Regions from separate parts of the Mus musculus genome. Here all the other regions are linked to region 2. Evidence: chromatin contacts called from public Hi-C and promoter capture Hi-C data. All regions are on one chromosome and are shown on one strand. The core of a region is the stretch at or near the end of the contact, and the rest is flanking DNA. Distances in the headings are between cores, read along the strand shown. Region 1 overlaps Mtus1 (mitochondrial tumor suppressor 1). Region 2 holds the start of Micu3 (mitochondrial calcium uptake family, member 3). Region 3 holds the start of Pdgfrl (platelet-derived growth factor receptor-like).

Region 1 (4,392 bases), core at 958-3,457, 740 kb before region 2:
GGGTGGATCGAATCCTGTTGGGGGAAAATTATTTACTGTGCCATTAGGGTCTTATTTGTCTTACACACAGCTCTGAAGCATCAGATTATCCCCTGCTAAGATGGCGGTAATATCTGAAACTGAGGTTTTTAATCATGATTTTTAAAACCCCATACTACCCCCACAGTAACTAAAAATAAACCCCCGTTCATGGAGCTTTGATCTTGAGGTGATTTTCAGAGAACTAGAGACCCCCACCAATGACTGCAAAACAGGACATGCCGAACTCCTGAAAGCCCTAAGGTTGACATATGCATCTTGTGGAGGTCTCTTTATGATGGCTACATACTTGTAAAGGGAGATGATCTTCTTCCTAAAGTCCTGCAGATGGTCTCTGGCTGTTCCAACCAGCCGCCTTCTTCTTCTCCTTCTTCTTCTCCCTCTTCTTCTTCTTCTTCTTTTTTTTTTTAATATTTTACTTATTTATTTATTATATGTAAGTACACTGTCTTCAGACACTCCAGAAGAGGGCATCAGATTTCGTTACGGATGGTTGTGAGCCACCATGTGGTTGCTGGGATTTGAACTCAGGACCTTTGAAAGAGCAGTCGGCGCTCTTAACCACTGAGCCACCTCACCAGTCCTCCAACCAGTCTTCTACAGATGGTTAGTCACTTGATGAGTATTGGATGTCGAGCACGGGTGCTTATAGCTCTTCCAATGTCTACCTGTATGGTTCCTGGCTGCATTTTATATTGCATCAGCTTGGAGAAACATCTCTAGTGTATTCTCCTTCACAGCCTTGGGAGGGCACACACCAGCATCCCTCTTTCACAAAGTGTAGCCTGTTTCCTGTGTGCAGAAGAAGAGTGAAAGCACAAGCTAAGAGATGGGCCTCCTTTTGGCTGGAGTATAGTTCAATGGTGGAGTTTTCTCCCCAATCTGTGGGCCCTGGATTCAGACACTAGAATAAACAATAAATAAATTAATTAAAATTTAAAATGAGCTTTAATTGCCCTCGACTACAAAATATACCACGCTTTGTCTTTTTAAAATTGATGCTGTGTTTTGATGATTAATTCTTACCAGTCTTACTACGAATTAGATACTATATTGTCTATATTTGAAAAAGTGTACTTGATCAAGTTGTTTATATGTTGGAATTTTCTCAGTGGATAGCTGTAACCTAAAATTTAGAGGTTAAAGGAGGGCTTTTAGAAAATGAAATCACTGCTATTTACAAGATAACTAGAGATTTGCCTAGCATTTCCAATAAAGTGTGTGTTTATATTTCTGTCCCATTCTAGGTCCTTCAAGGAAGAGTCTGTTTACAGCTTTTAATTCAGGTAAGTGGCCACTTTATGAATATATTAAAATATTTTTATTTGAAAAGTAATGATTAAACATACTGAAATTTATTTGTAATTACTTTTGCTGGTATAGTTCTAAGTCGAAATTCAGGATTTAAGGTGTAACTAGCTGCTATGACATGGGCATTTGGGCAGCATGATTTGTTGAGCCATCTAACACAGAGGATGACATCTTGTTATACAGATCAAATTAACTTAAACTGATTTTTAAAATATGGTTCATGTGAAATAAAACTGGATACTTCTCCAAATGTGTTATTTTAAATCAGATCATCTTTAATTGTAAAATGGTCTTAAGGTATAACTTTTAACTTCTTGTACTAACTCAACAGTTAGTTCTATGTTTCTGACTTCCCCCATACACATTCTTGGTCGGACATTTCTAAGACAGCCTATAACTTAAAGCCATTCAACTACACTGTCTAATACTTCCTTTGGGGGATCTAAAGATCTTGTAAAATGTATTCATTGACGTTTCTCTGTATGACACGCAGGACTGTATGCAGCCAGCCATGCACTGCCTACAGGTTCTCATTTTTTATTACAGTGCTAGTATAAGTCACATGGCTCCCATTGCACATCACAGCAGAAAGCCAGAAAAAAGAAAGGCCACGTTACAGCGTGTAAAGTCTCTGTTATACAGGATCTCACATTGTCAGCACAGAATTCAACCATGAGCTGTGGGTTCCTACCCGGCTGTACGCATGTCAGTTAGTTTCACAACTCAAGGTGGGCCTGGAATTAGTTTGAGCCTACTGAGGAAAACTTCCCCTGTGTGGCTTTTGAAGCAACCCTGCTTGGAACTATTGACATTCCTTTTTGTTACATGCCGTGGAGTGATCAGCTTTAATGGGTCACCCAGTGTAAGTGTGATAGCATTGAGCCTCTTGGCTATTCGAGTTGGTTCTCTGTCACATTCACAGTGATTGCATTATGAGTTGTTTTGCAATCATTTCTGTCAACGTTTGCGAAGTTTTCTTGTGACGGCTACTTCAGAGTGGAGCGCACATGCGTTGTATAGTTGCTTGGATAATCATATTATTTTCAAAAAGCTTCATACTAGTTTCTGATATGATCCACAATATAGAAGCACTGGCCATATGCTGGCCAATCGCTGATTGATTGATTGATTGATTGATTGATTGATTGATTTTTAAGATATTTTATGTATTTTATTTAATGTTGTAAAGACTATTTTTTTTAATGTGTGTTTTGCCTGAATGTCTGCCAGTGTACCACATGCATTCAGTACCCTGGAAGGCCAAAGAACAGTGTCACATCCCCTGGATCTGAAGTTAGTTGTGAGCTCCCATGTAGGTTCTGGGAACTGAACCCTGTTCCCCAGTAATGCGTTTAATCTGTGAGCCATCTCTCCAGCCCCTGATTGAGGGGTTTTTTTTTTTTTTCGGGAGTGGGTGAGGGGGGAGTGTATGAAATAATATTTGAAAATTTCCATCATTATTTTAGTTTAACAGTTATTGTAAAGAAATTCTGTTACCTCCGAAGACAATGAAGAAGCTGTGACCTTGTGCGGCTCGGACGTTGGTGTAAATCTTGATTCTCCTCCTCTCTATTTCCGTCCTGACCTCTGGCTACTTGCTAAGCCTCTCCAGGGCTTGAGTTTCTCGTCTGGCTGCACGGGAATGTTCAGGAGATAAATCCCAGTGTGGGAATGGGTTTGACCGTGTAGACTATTTTCATCCCTAGCTCTCACATGGTAGCTGCCCCTGCTGCTACTGCTATCGAGGCTAACAGTACTTCTTGTTGATCGCTTTTCATGGCTTTACATTGAAGGCGCCTCCCCAATCCCACCCTGATGTGTTCTAGGAAACCCTCAAAGCAAGTGGGGAAACCCACTGAGGCTATGAACCACCTTCCAGAGGTCTAGCCGGTGTGGTTTATTTAAAGGGTATTACACTATGGAATTCTAGGCAACACTGGCTCTAAATAAAACGTGCCTGCTGTTTATGAGGAAGTTGTCATACCCACAGCATTTACCGTGGCTCCGACACTCATAGTTGCTCTTGGGGATATCTCAGGCATCCCAAGTTGTGTTTACCCAGTCCGTGGACTCCTTTATAGATCATCCCTGCCAGGTGCCATGGTGTCTGCCCTGGGAGCAGGAACACACCTGCTCCATCTGTGCCATTTCATAAACATGGCCTGGGGTCGTGTGGCTTTCTACATCTCCTTTCTCCAATGTCGGGAGGTGGTTGAGAGCTGCAGACCTACTCTGGGGAGGAGATGAGATGCCGCCACACTGTGCACCTGCTGTCTTTCCTTCTTATGCATTGGTGATCTCAACTTTGCTCTCGTGTTGAAAGGGCCGATACCATCTGGATACATGGAAAATTTGGTACTGAGCGTTACGAAGAATGGATCACTTGGTGAATCCCACTGCAACAGTGGCTACCTTTTTGGCTGAGAACTAGATCTCTTCACCCAGGGCACATGAATGTGTTCTACATAGAAAAGTTGTAAGTGTAGAAATGAAAAAAAAGCACCATGAATATAGACCTGAGTATAGAAGGCCTTCCAGTAACATGCATATAACAATAGAGATTAATAATTGTGACAGCACATGGTTTGAGCTTCCTTTTGTTAAATCATGACAAACAGTAGTAAGAACAAAGCCAGACAATGTTACTACATTTGCTCTGTGTAGCACTCTCGAAAACTAGCAAGACAGAACCAGCCTCAGAGTAGATGCTAAAAGGGCCTATTGTCTTGAGTCACCTCTGTCAACATCCTTATTGCATTTTTTTTAACTGAGAAAGAGAAGTCACTATGTGAAATTCATGGGGAACCAAATAAGAGTCCAAGGTAGCCAAAAACAATCTTGTGGGCGGAAAAACAAAGGCGATGGTACCATAATTCTTGCTTTCAAGTCTGTAATTAAAACAGTCTGAAATGGGTATGAAGGTAGATACATAGACCAGTGCAATGAATGGGACAGCCCAGAAACAAACCTGTGGACTTACAGTCCGCTGAACCTGGCAAGACTGACGAAAATACCAAGCAGAACCGTCCTCTCTCCAAGAGA
Region 2 (4,097 bases), core at 1,015-3,514:
AAAGAGGAAAGAAATAGTTTAACAGTCTATGAACCTTTTTGACATGAATTTCCACAATGAAAGGTCTTTTGTCATGAAAGCACCTAGTACAAGCATAAAAAAATGTTCAAGCCAAAGCTCATTATCGTGAAAATTCCAATATCCGGATAATAACAGGACAATAACACGGTTTACACAAGGAAAAACTATCACATGCAAAAGGTATGACAACTATAATGTTGAAGCAGAGACTGGGATGGAAAAGACATGGGATGTTAGTATCAGTTTATTTCTAAAACACCACATGGAAAATTGTATGCAGATGAAACAATACTAATGTAAGTAAATACTAATAGACAATAAAGGACCTAGGGAGGCTAGTCTGGCTGTGATAGACCACTATGCAGCATGCATGATGTCCTGGACTTGGCCACTAGTAACATAAAAAGAAACAAAACCACAAAATAAATGAATAAAGGCAAAGCGGACAAATGTTTACTACGCAGGAGGTGGTCCATTCTGTTCCAGATCTATTAACTTAGTTAACGCCCACAGTGTTGTTGAGTCAGAGTCTAGCTTTCAGAGCACTCATGGAACCACGTGATCCAGTTTCTCCAATTTAAAGGTAACGTTCATTTTTAAAAGGGAGGAAAGAAAACACTATTTGCATGTTCCCTACCTCATTAATCTGTTTCCAGACCAACTCCAGTTGACTAAAAGTTCTCACGTGGTCAAAAGACAAATGTCATGCTACTCTCCTAAGCCACAAAATAGCATGTCTGTATGTGTGGGGTTGAAGGCTGACAGTGTTTGCTAGTACTTGATTATTTATTTGTATAAAAGTACTTTACACAGCGTGCGTGTCATTTATCACTAAGCAAAGGTGGATAGCAGAGATCCCCTAACCTAAATGCACTGCCAACCTGGATCCAAAACATACACAAGAAGCTGGGTACTTGTACATGGCCACTACAGACCTACATACAGGAGAAAAAAAATACAAAATTTCATTAAGGTTAAAAGGGGCACTATTTCACCCAATCTTGTCATATCCTTTTAGTCTTGATGTAGAAATATTCCCTAGGCTAATTCTTGAAGTCATTTACATGACAATTAAACAGAGAACAGTGTGTGTTGGAGTGGAGTGGGGGGGGTAGGGGGACACAGGACACATCCCTTACTCTTCTTGCCTTAACAGTCTTTACCTTATATCAGAACTACATTGTAGCTCAACGTTTTTATATGATACTTCTGCAGTTAGCTTCACTCATAGTTTCCCACCTTTCATGACCTCTCTTCCTGTTTGTTCTAACCTATCATGTCAGGGATTCTGGGTTTATTGAGAGAAAGAGAAAGAGAGGTGTACTACTTTTGAGTAACGTTTCCCTTCCCAGTATAGCAACACCTCTCTTGGGACTGCTGTACACTAATTGGCAGACTCCAATATCTAAAGAAGCCTTCAGAATGCATCCAGCACTCGCTTCCAGGAATATTTGCTCTTGCTGTCTCTCACTCATCACTTACTTCTTCGTGTTTATGCCTGTCAAGTCCTTTAGTTGTGACACTGTGTGTCGTGGGGTGGGGTGTCTGGTTTGTATTTGGTTGCTCGACGGTAGCTGCAGCAACCAGAACGGTGCTGAGGCATGAGTGACAGCATCATCTTCATCTCTCCCAGAGCATCCTAGTGCACAGAGACGTGCCTGGCGTGGATCTACGCTGCTCACTGGAGGTTCCTCACTCTCTGTTACAGGAGCTCGCAGTGCTTCCACAACCTCCACTGTCAAGTGTCAGTCAAGTGTCACCGCGACCCCCAAGCCCTCCCTGGGCAGGTGGCACACCTGGCAGTCCAGCCCTCTGGCGTCACCTGCGCGGTGCGCGCACGCGCTCAGGCACTTACCGTCTCCTTGGCAGCAGCCACCGGGATGGGCAGCAGCCCCCTGCCGCGGGGCGGGTCCTCGAGTTCCGGGGCCGCTAGCTCCGAGGGGTCGGCTCTGGGGTCCCCATACAGCTGGTAGCACACAAGGCCGACCAGCCCCCCGCCAGCCGCCGCCGCGATGCTCAGCTCGCCCCAGCGTCGCCGCCGCCACGCCGCCTCCGCGACGGCCCCCTCGTCCTCCTCCCGGCAGGAGAAGGGCCGGCCCGACATCCCGGGAGCCGTCCCCGCAGGCCGCCCCCACGGTGAGAGGAAGGGCTGCTGAGGGGCGAGCGCCGGCGACAGCCGAGGCGGCGGCCACAGGAACCTCCGCAGCGCAGCCATAGCGGGAGCTGCGGGCCGGGCCGAGCCGAGCCGAGGGGACGGAGGGGGGCGGGAGGGGCGGGCCGAAATCTCGCGAGAAGTCGGCGCGGTGCTGGAGCTCGGAGCGGACCCGCGGTCCTCCGTAGCCCGGGCGGTGCTTCCCCGAGAGTCGCCGTGGGATGCAGCGCACGGGCGAGAGAAGCTCCAAAGCTTCCCAAGTCCAGGCTGTTCTCCTTCCTGCTTCCTCAGCCCAGCCACGCCGTGGTAGAGGACGGCGCCCGTAACCACGGCTGTGGGCAAGGGACCCCCAACCCTGGGGAACCGCTGGGAGGCGGAACTCCAGGAGCCGAGCTGCGGGGTGACCCGGCGCCCCTCCAAGACAGGCCGCGCTGCTCTGGGTGCCCTGCTCGGTGCCGAATTCTCTGATGCTCCGAGCGCTTTGTGGTTGCGTGCAGACCGTTGCTTCAATCATAAAGTCTGCAGTTCTGAATGAATATTTTTGGACTCCATAAGGCTGGCTTCTGGACTTTGGGCAAGGACAGGCTAATGATTTATAGTTAGTGTTAATATTTTTTAGGAACTACTAGTATGTGTATGTGACATTACTCAGTTCAATAAAACCGTCAAATATGTGAAACAACGGGTTTTCATCATTCTTATGACTCAATTGTGTGTGTGGGTGACTGATGGTATAAATGTAACTGAGAAGTGCAGTGTGCCCTCTTTTATGCACGTTATACAGTGTGTGTGTGTGTGTGTGTGTGTGTGTGTGTGTGTGTGTGTACACGTTGCCAGCATCAGCTTTACTGACTGAGTTATGCCTGCATTGCTCTTTGTGTGGAACGGTGCCAGGAACCCCTGAAAAGTTTCAGATCTAGAAGGATAGTCAGCAACATCCAAGTTTAATTGCTTGGTTTTCTGGCCTATATCCTACTATGTCTGTCCCTCACCCCTTATCTTCAAGTAACCCATTATATATGCTGTGTTACGTTTTGCTTTAATAGAGATTAATACAGTTTTACTTCCTTAAAGCTCCTAAAAATGGTAAAAAAGATATCTGTGACATATAAGGACAGTATCTATTTTAGGTTATCTGTTTTCCACTGAAGCCTGTTAATTCCACTAGCATGACTTATGGCAGCTCCATACTTTCCCAGGAATTTTTTTTTTGTCGTCTCTGATTTCAAACATTTTTAGGCATTTAGTTCCCTAAGGTATGCATGTATAAGTGTGTGTGTGTGTGTGTGTGTGTGTGTGTGTGTGTGTGTGTGTGTGTGTGTGTGTGGCGATGTGTGTGTACCATAGGTCCTCTAAACTTGTCTTTGACCTGAGCACAATTTCCTGGTATTTTTATAATATTCCAACATGGACTATTACCAGAAATCTTGGACAGACTAGATTTTTATTCATGGCACTTAAAAAGCTAAGAAGCTATAAAGAGAAATAGGAAAGTAATACATACTGTCATTACAATGGTATGTATATGACATATGCACATAGTTATTTTTTTCAATCATAATTTATAGGCCATATTTCTATTTTCTCTGGGGAGAAGCCAAATTCAGCTGTAAGAAGTACAGAGTTCTACAGAGTATTCAAATGTAGATTAAAATGTCTCATGCGCAGAAATTATTGAACTTTCCGTACTTTCTTTCTTTGAAACCCAAACTCTGTTAAGAATAATCATTGTTTTCTCCCCAAGTTATCTGCTCTGTGGCAGTTGCTACAGAAAAATAGCCAAATTGCTATGCTATCTGGAAATTTTTTAAGTTTAATTCCCAAAGTGATTTTAAAAACAAAACAAAACATGGTATTAGGAATTTGGTACTTCTTGAAACTTCAGGTAAGTATAGATTCAGCCTAAATTTTATTCCTCACTTGG
Region 3 (4,424 bases), core at 445-2,944, 620 kb before region 2:
CAAGGACCTGCCAGGAACGATTTAATACCGTGTTGTGCAGACTGAGCTCAGGGCAAAGGGGAACTGCTGTTCCCCTCCCCCAGAGGCTCTGCTTACACTTTTTTATTTACTCAGTCAGAGTCTGTCCTTAAGGAGCCTCGTGCACAGTGTCATGAGCCACCACCACCTTGAACGTCTGCATACTCGAGGCAGAGGACTGTAGCTTTAGAGAATGGAAACCCGGATGGAAGGGTCGGGATTGATGAGTGGATCAGTCCCAAGCCAGGTTGAGCCGGCTCCAGCATGGGATTGCATAACAGCAAGACACTTTTCAACCAAATCTAAGGAGCACATTTGTGGCAGTAACTGAGGAATTTTAAGGAAGCCTTGAGATCGGTCGCCAGATGTACTATGCAAACAGCAACGATTAAATAAATGATGCAGGAAATAAAATAATTAATTAAATTAAAATAATTAGCAGTGATATGTACTTAAAAAAATGTATAGTGTATAAAAACCACACACACAAACACACACACACACGTAATAAAGCCTAATCCTACGGTTATCTGTCTACAATACAGGATGGACCTAGGGCAGGTACACATCTCAAATAAACATTTTTTAAAGTGATGTAGTGGTTGGTGAAGTGGCTCCTTTTCATTACCATAGCGCAAGGAGGAAGCTCACCCCTGCACGGTGCCTTTTGATTTTCATAAGTCTGCTGTAGCATACACACTCCCAAACACACACACACACACACACACACACACACACACACACACACACACACACACACACACACACACTAAATGCAATTTAAAAAATTAAATGATGCAAGGCCCTCCTATGTGCTACAAAAAAAAAAAGTAGGCTTTGTTTCCATCCATCCTCTTATTTATACGGAAAATATAACTGCGGTCTAGTTTTTTTTTTTTTTTTTTTAAATTGGTTTAGTGCAGCATTTTGTTGTTGTTGTTGTTAAAAGACCTAGGCAAATCTAGCAGGATTTTAGTTCAGATTGGTATACAACAACAGCAACGACAACAACAACAACAAGCAAACAAAACAAGACTGTAATGGGGAAGGAAGACACACAGGGAATTTTCCACAAGAATCTCTTTGCTTAGGTGGCACCGGCTACAATAGTCCAGGGCGAGGATCGGTCGTATAAAGGTGGAAGCGAGCCACTGCGGGCGCGCCATCAGACCGACACGTTGACACAGGGGGCTGGACCAGGCTCCGTCTGGGGAAGATGGGGTAGATCGGTTCGATCGCCTGTGGCTTTCTGATAAGGCTAGAGAAGTCCTGATAGGCTCTTTCGGTCAGTGCAACCGCCGCCTTCACAGGAGTTCTTCAGGGCGATGGGGGAAAGGAAAAGAAGAAAGGGGACCCTTCTAGGACGAGCCAGGTACACCGGAAGGTGACCAGCGCTGGGGACGATCCCTATGGCCAAAAGTTAGAGGAGTTGCTGAGAGAATCTCGGACTGGGCGAAGGCGGTCAGAAGCCAGAGTCACTCACCATCTTCCAGCGCTTCGTGTAGCAACAGAAGTCCGAGCAGCAGCCAAAACTTCATCTTCAGGGCTGGTGACCTGCAGAATAGTTCAGGACTGCAGACGGCGCGACAGGCTGTCCAGGGCAGGGCAGGGGCGCAGAGGGGAGGCGGCGCCTGGGACACCACAGCTGGAGGATTCGGTTTCACTGGGGGAAACACAATTTGGGGGAAAAAAAAGAAGATTAAAAAAAATTTTTTTCCCCTGTGTAATGTGATCTCTTCTGCCCCCTGGTGGAGTGGTGACGGATAGAGCTATTACCAAGCACTGGGAAGACAAATGACTAGGAAGGCCTAAGGTGACCTAGATGATGGAATCAGGAATCAGTCCACCTTCTCTGGTAGGGTCTTGCTTCTTAGCAAAAAAGTGCGTCTTAAGTTTCTCTTGGTCCCCAGGTGTTCTCTTACTTGCACTAAAAAAAAAAAAAAAAAAAAAAATGGGTTTGCTATCGCATTAAAAAATATTGTTGGTTGTGGCTGCTCCTTTTAGGCCTGGTCAGAGACAGGGTAAGAGCGCATCTAGTCCTGGACCTGATGAACCTGCGCATCTTATGCAGGTGAAGGAGCTGTCATAGTGGGGAGGGACGGGGCTGCCTGTCTGCAGTCAGAGGGGCTCACAGCAACTGCTTGTATGAGCTTAACAAATGGAGAACCAGAGAGAAGAGAGGAGACGGGAGGATAAGCAGATAGCGGGAACAGTATGGGGAAAGAACTGGACTTCCGGTTGCGGTAGAGCGGGCTGTCAGTGTGGACCTAAGTCTAGAAAGGCCTTTTAAGAACCCCTCCGAGTACGCTGGGAGGAAATATGCGCCCAATGGAGGAGAAGAGCATTATTAGCAGTCCTGGGCCATCAAAAGTCAGAGTGAAATGTTAGTCCTTCTCTTATATGGTTTTTATTTTTTTGCCCATGGATTGTTTTCTAAATAGTATTTTAATTATACATCTTAGTGTTTTCTATGACTAAGATTCTCATTGCTCCTTTTGGTCTTACTTAGTTAAAAAAAAATCCCTTCAAACTAGTGCACACTATTAAGAATTTGCTTAGAAAAATAAACTTAAAAAAAAAACTAAATATTGGGCATTCCTTGCTTGTTCCCTAAATAAAGACATTTAACTTCTCAAAATAATCTTCCATCTAAATAGAATCAAGACGGATTACAAAATTATTATTTTTTTAAAGTCAGACATTTCTTATTTGTTTGAGGTCTCTCTACTTTGCCCTTGCTGTCCTTGAACACACCATAGAGAGGCCTCTAACTCACAGAGATCCACCTGCCTCTGCACCCTGCAAGTACTGGAACTAAAGGTGGGTGCCCCCGTGCTTGTCAAAACAGGAGCAATGAGAATCTTAGTCATAGAAAACACTAAGATGTCTACTTAAAATAACTACTGCTAATGCCGCTTCTACTCCATTGGGCGCATATTTCTGCCAGCGTACTCTGAGGGGTTCTTAGAAGCAATGTCAAAATCTTTGCTATTCCCCAAGTCAGTCATCAAAGGTAACATAGGGTAAGACAAGGACCCCAGCTACATAATTTCCATGAGGCAAAAAGAAATGACCTTTTCAATGCCAGGAAGCATCAGGTGATAAAGACGTACCATTATCGGCTGCATACTTGCAGCAAAAGCCATCCAATGACAGGGGAACTAAAAAGCAGGAACTTCTGGTCTAAGATTGCCTGCCGCTGCCTCTCCTACCTCTGCTGCAGAGTTTCAGTGATTCATGTTTTCCTGTGTATCCAAAGAGTGCCTCTTACGAGTTGTTTATATACATACCCTCATGTCAATGTAAGCCACTTCAGAAACATTTGTCGTGCAAGCCTGACTTTTCTTGGGCTGTGAAACTCTTGGTGCTTACACATGAGCAGTTTGGGGAAGACTCTGGCATCTTGGAGAATCACTGATTAGAGAATAATAGAACCCCGAACCATGACAGTTTCTCTTTGATTTGGAACAACAGGTAGCCTTGAGTTTGCCTGGATGGCCTTTGTCTTCCAGTTGGCTGCTCCTGTCTTAAGTGCATCGAAAAGAAATCTGAAAGTTTTGACATAGTGTCTATAAGCTACTACTAGAAAGCTTCGAATGGCAGGACAGTGTTTTTGAATACTTCTCTACTTTGACCTACATTAAAAGACAAATGGAGGTAATGGGTTTGTATTTGCTTGGCCCAGGGAGTGGCACACTTAGGAGGTGTGGTCTTGTTGGAGTAGGTGTGTCACTGTGGGCATGGGCTTAAGACCCTCATCCTAGCTGCCTGGAAGTCAGTCTTCCACTAGCAGCCTTCAGATGAAGATGTAGATCTCTCAGCACCTGCCTCTCCATGCCTGCTTGGATGTTGCCATGTTCCCACCTTAATGATAATGGACTGAACGTCTGAACCTGTAAGCCAGTCACAACTGAATGTTGTTCTTATAAGAGTTCCCTTGGTCATGGTGTCTGTTCACAGCAGTAAAACCCTAACTACGACATGGGCCGATGGGATTATTTTTGTGTGTTTTGGAGAAATCTTTAAGTTACTTTGTGAAATATGGAGATGTAGCATAATCCCTCAGCAATGCAGACTTTGAGGCCTTAGACACAGAAGGGCACACACCTACAGACTAACTATTCAGGAGGCGGAAAATAATAGGGTCTCTTGGGCCCAAGTCCAAGGCTACCCTTGGCAACATAGTGGACCATCACAAACAAAACAAAGCCTTACTGAAGAGACTTGATACCTATTTAATAATTATTGTTACATACAAGTGTGTGTGTGTGTGTGTGTCTTGTTCAGCCTTTATAATGTCACTTGTATATTTTCAGGGCTATTTGATAACCAATTGTTCTCCTCCCTGGGGGAGACTCAGTAGGAACTAGCGAGCTACACAAAAGAACTTCACAATTAAACAAGGT

What was found. Promoter capture Hi-C pulls out the DNA fragments that hold promoters and counts their contacts. Hi-C and Micro-C count contacts between places; a contact is called where the count stands out from the background.
Region 1: a contact with region 2 is called in a Hi-C map of myeloid progenitors, with 3 times the contacts expected there. The contact joins the enhancer-like site here to the promoter of Micu3 in region 2. A contact is called at or near these places in 2 of 39 promoter capture datasets (the C10 cell line and cranial neural crest), 6 of 484 Hi-C or Micro-C datasets (the Ba/F3 cell line, cerebellum, embryonic fibroblasts and 3 more) and 1 of 9 other capture datasets (macrophages).
Region 3: a promoter capture Hi-C map of the HPC-7 cell line shows a contact between it and region 2. The contact joins the promoter of Pdgfrl here to the promoter of Micu3 in region 2. A contact is called at or near these places in 3 of 39 promoter capture datasets (the HPC-7 cell line, embryonic stem cells and stem cell-derived epiblast-like cells).

What each region holds. Positions count from the first base shown.
Region 1 is chr8:41,044,981-41,049,372 of GRCm38.p6, reverse strand. Mtus1 (mitochondrial tumor suppressor 1) reads left to right here. Exons shown (of 14, transcript NM_001005863.2): 5 at 1,287-1,325. Among named protein-coding and RNA genes, the nearest start is that of Gm16193, 5.9 kb to the left of the region's middle. Within about 2 kb of position 2,207, at least 26 of the 459 cell types and tissues checked have an H3K27ac peak or open chromatin away from gene starts, as enhancers often do. A contact at or near this core is called in macrophages and myeloid progenitors, where this site is marked.
Region 2 is chr8:40,306,190-40,310,286 of GRCm38.p6, reverse strand. It overlaps Micu3 (mitochondrial calcium uptake family, member 3), which reads right to left and starts at 2,264. Exons shown (of 15, transcript NM_030110.2): 1 at 1,877-2,264. The coding sequence starts at 2,236. It overlaps Mir7666 (microRNA 7666), which reads left to right and starts at 2,358; the gene lies at 2,358-2,412.
Region 3 is chr8:40,923,503-40,927,926 of GRCm38.p6, reverse strand. It overlaps Pdgfrl (platelet-derived growth factor receptor-like), which reads right to left and starts at 1,694. Exons shown (of 6, transcript NM_026840.3): 1 at 1,502-1,694. The coding sequence starts at 1,556.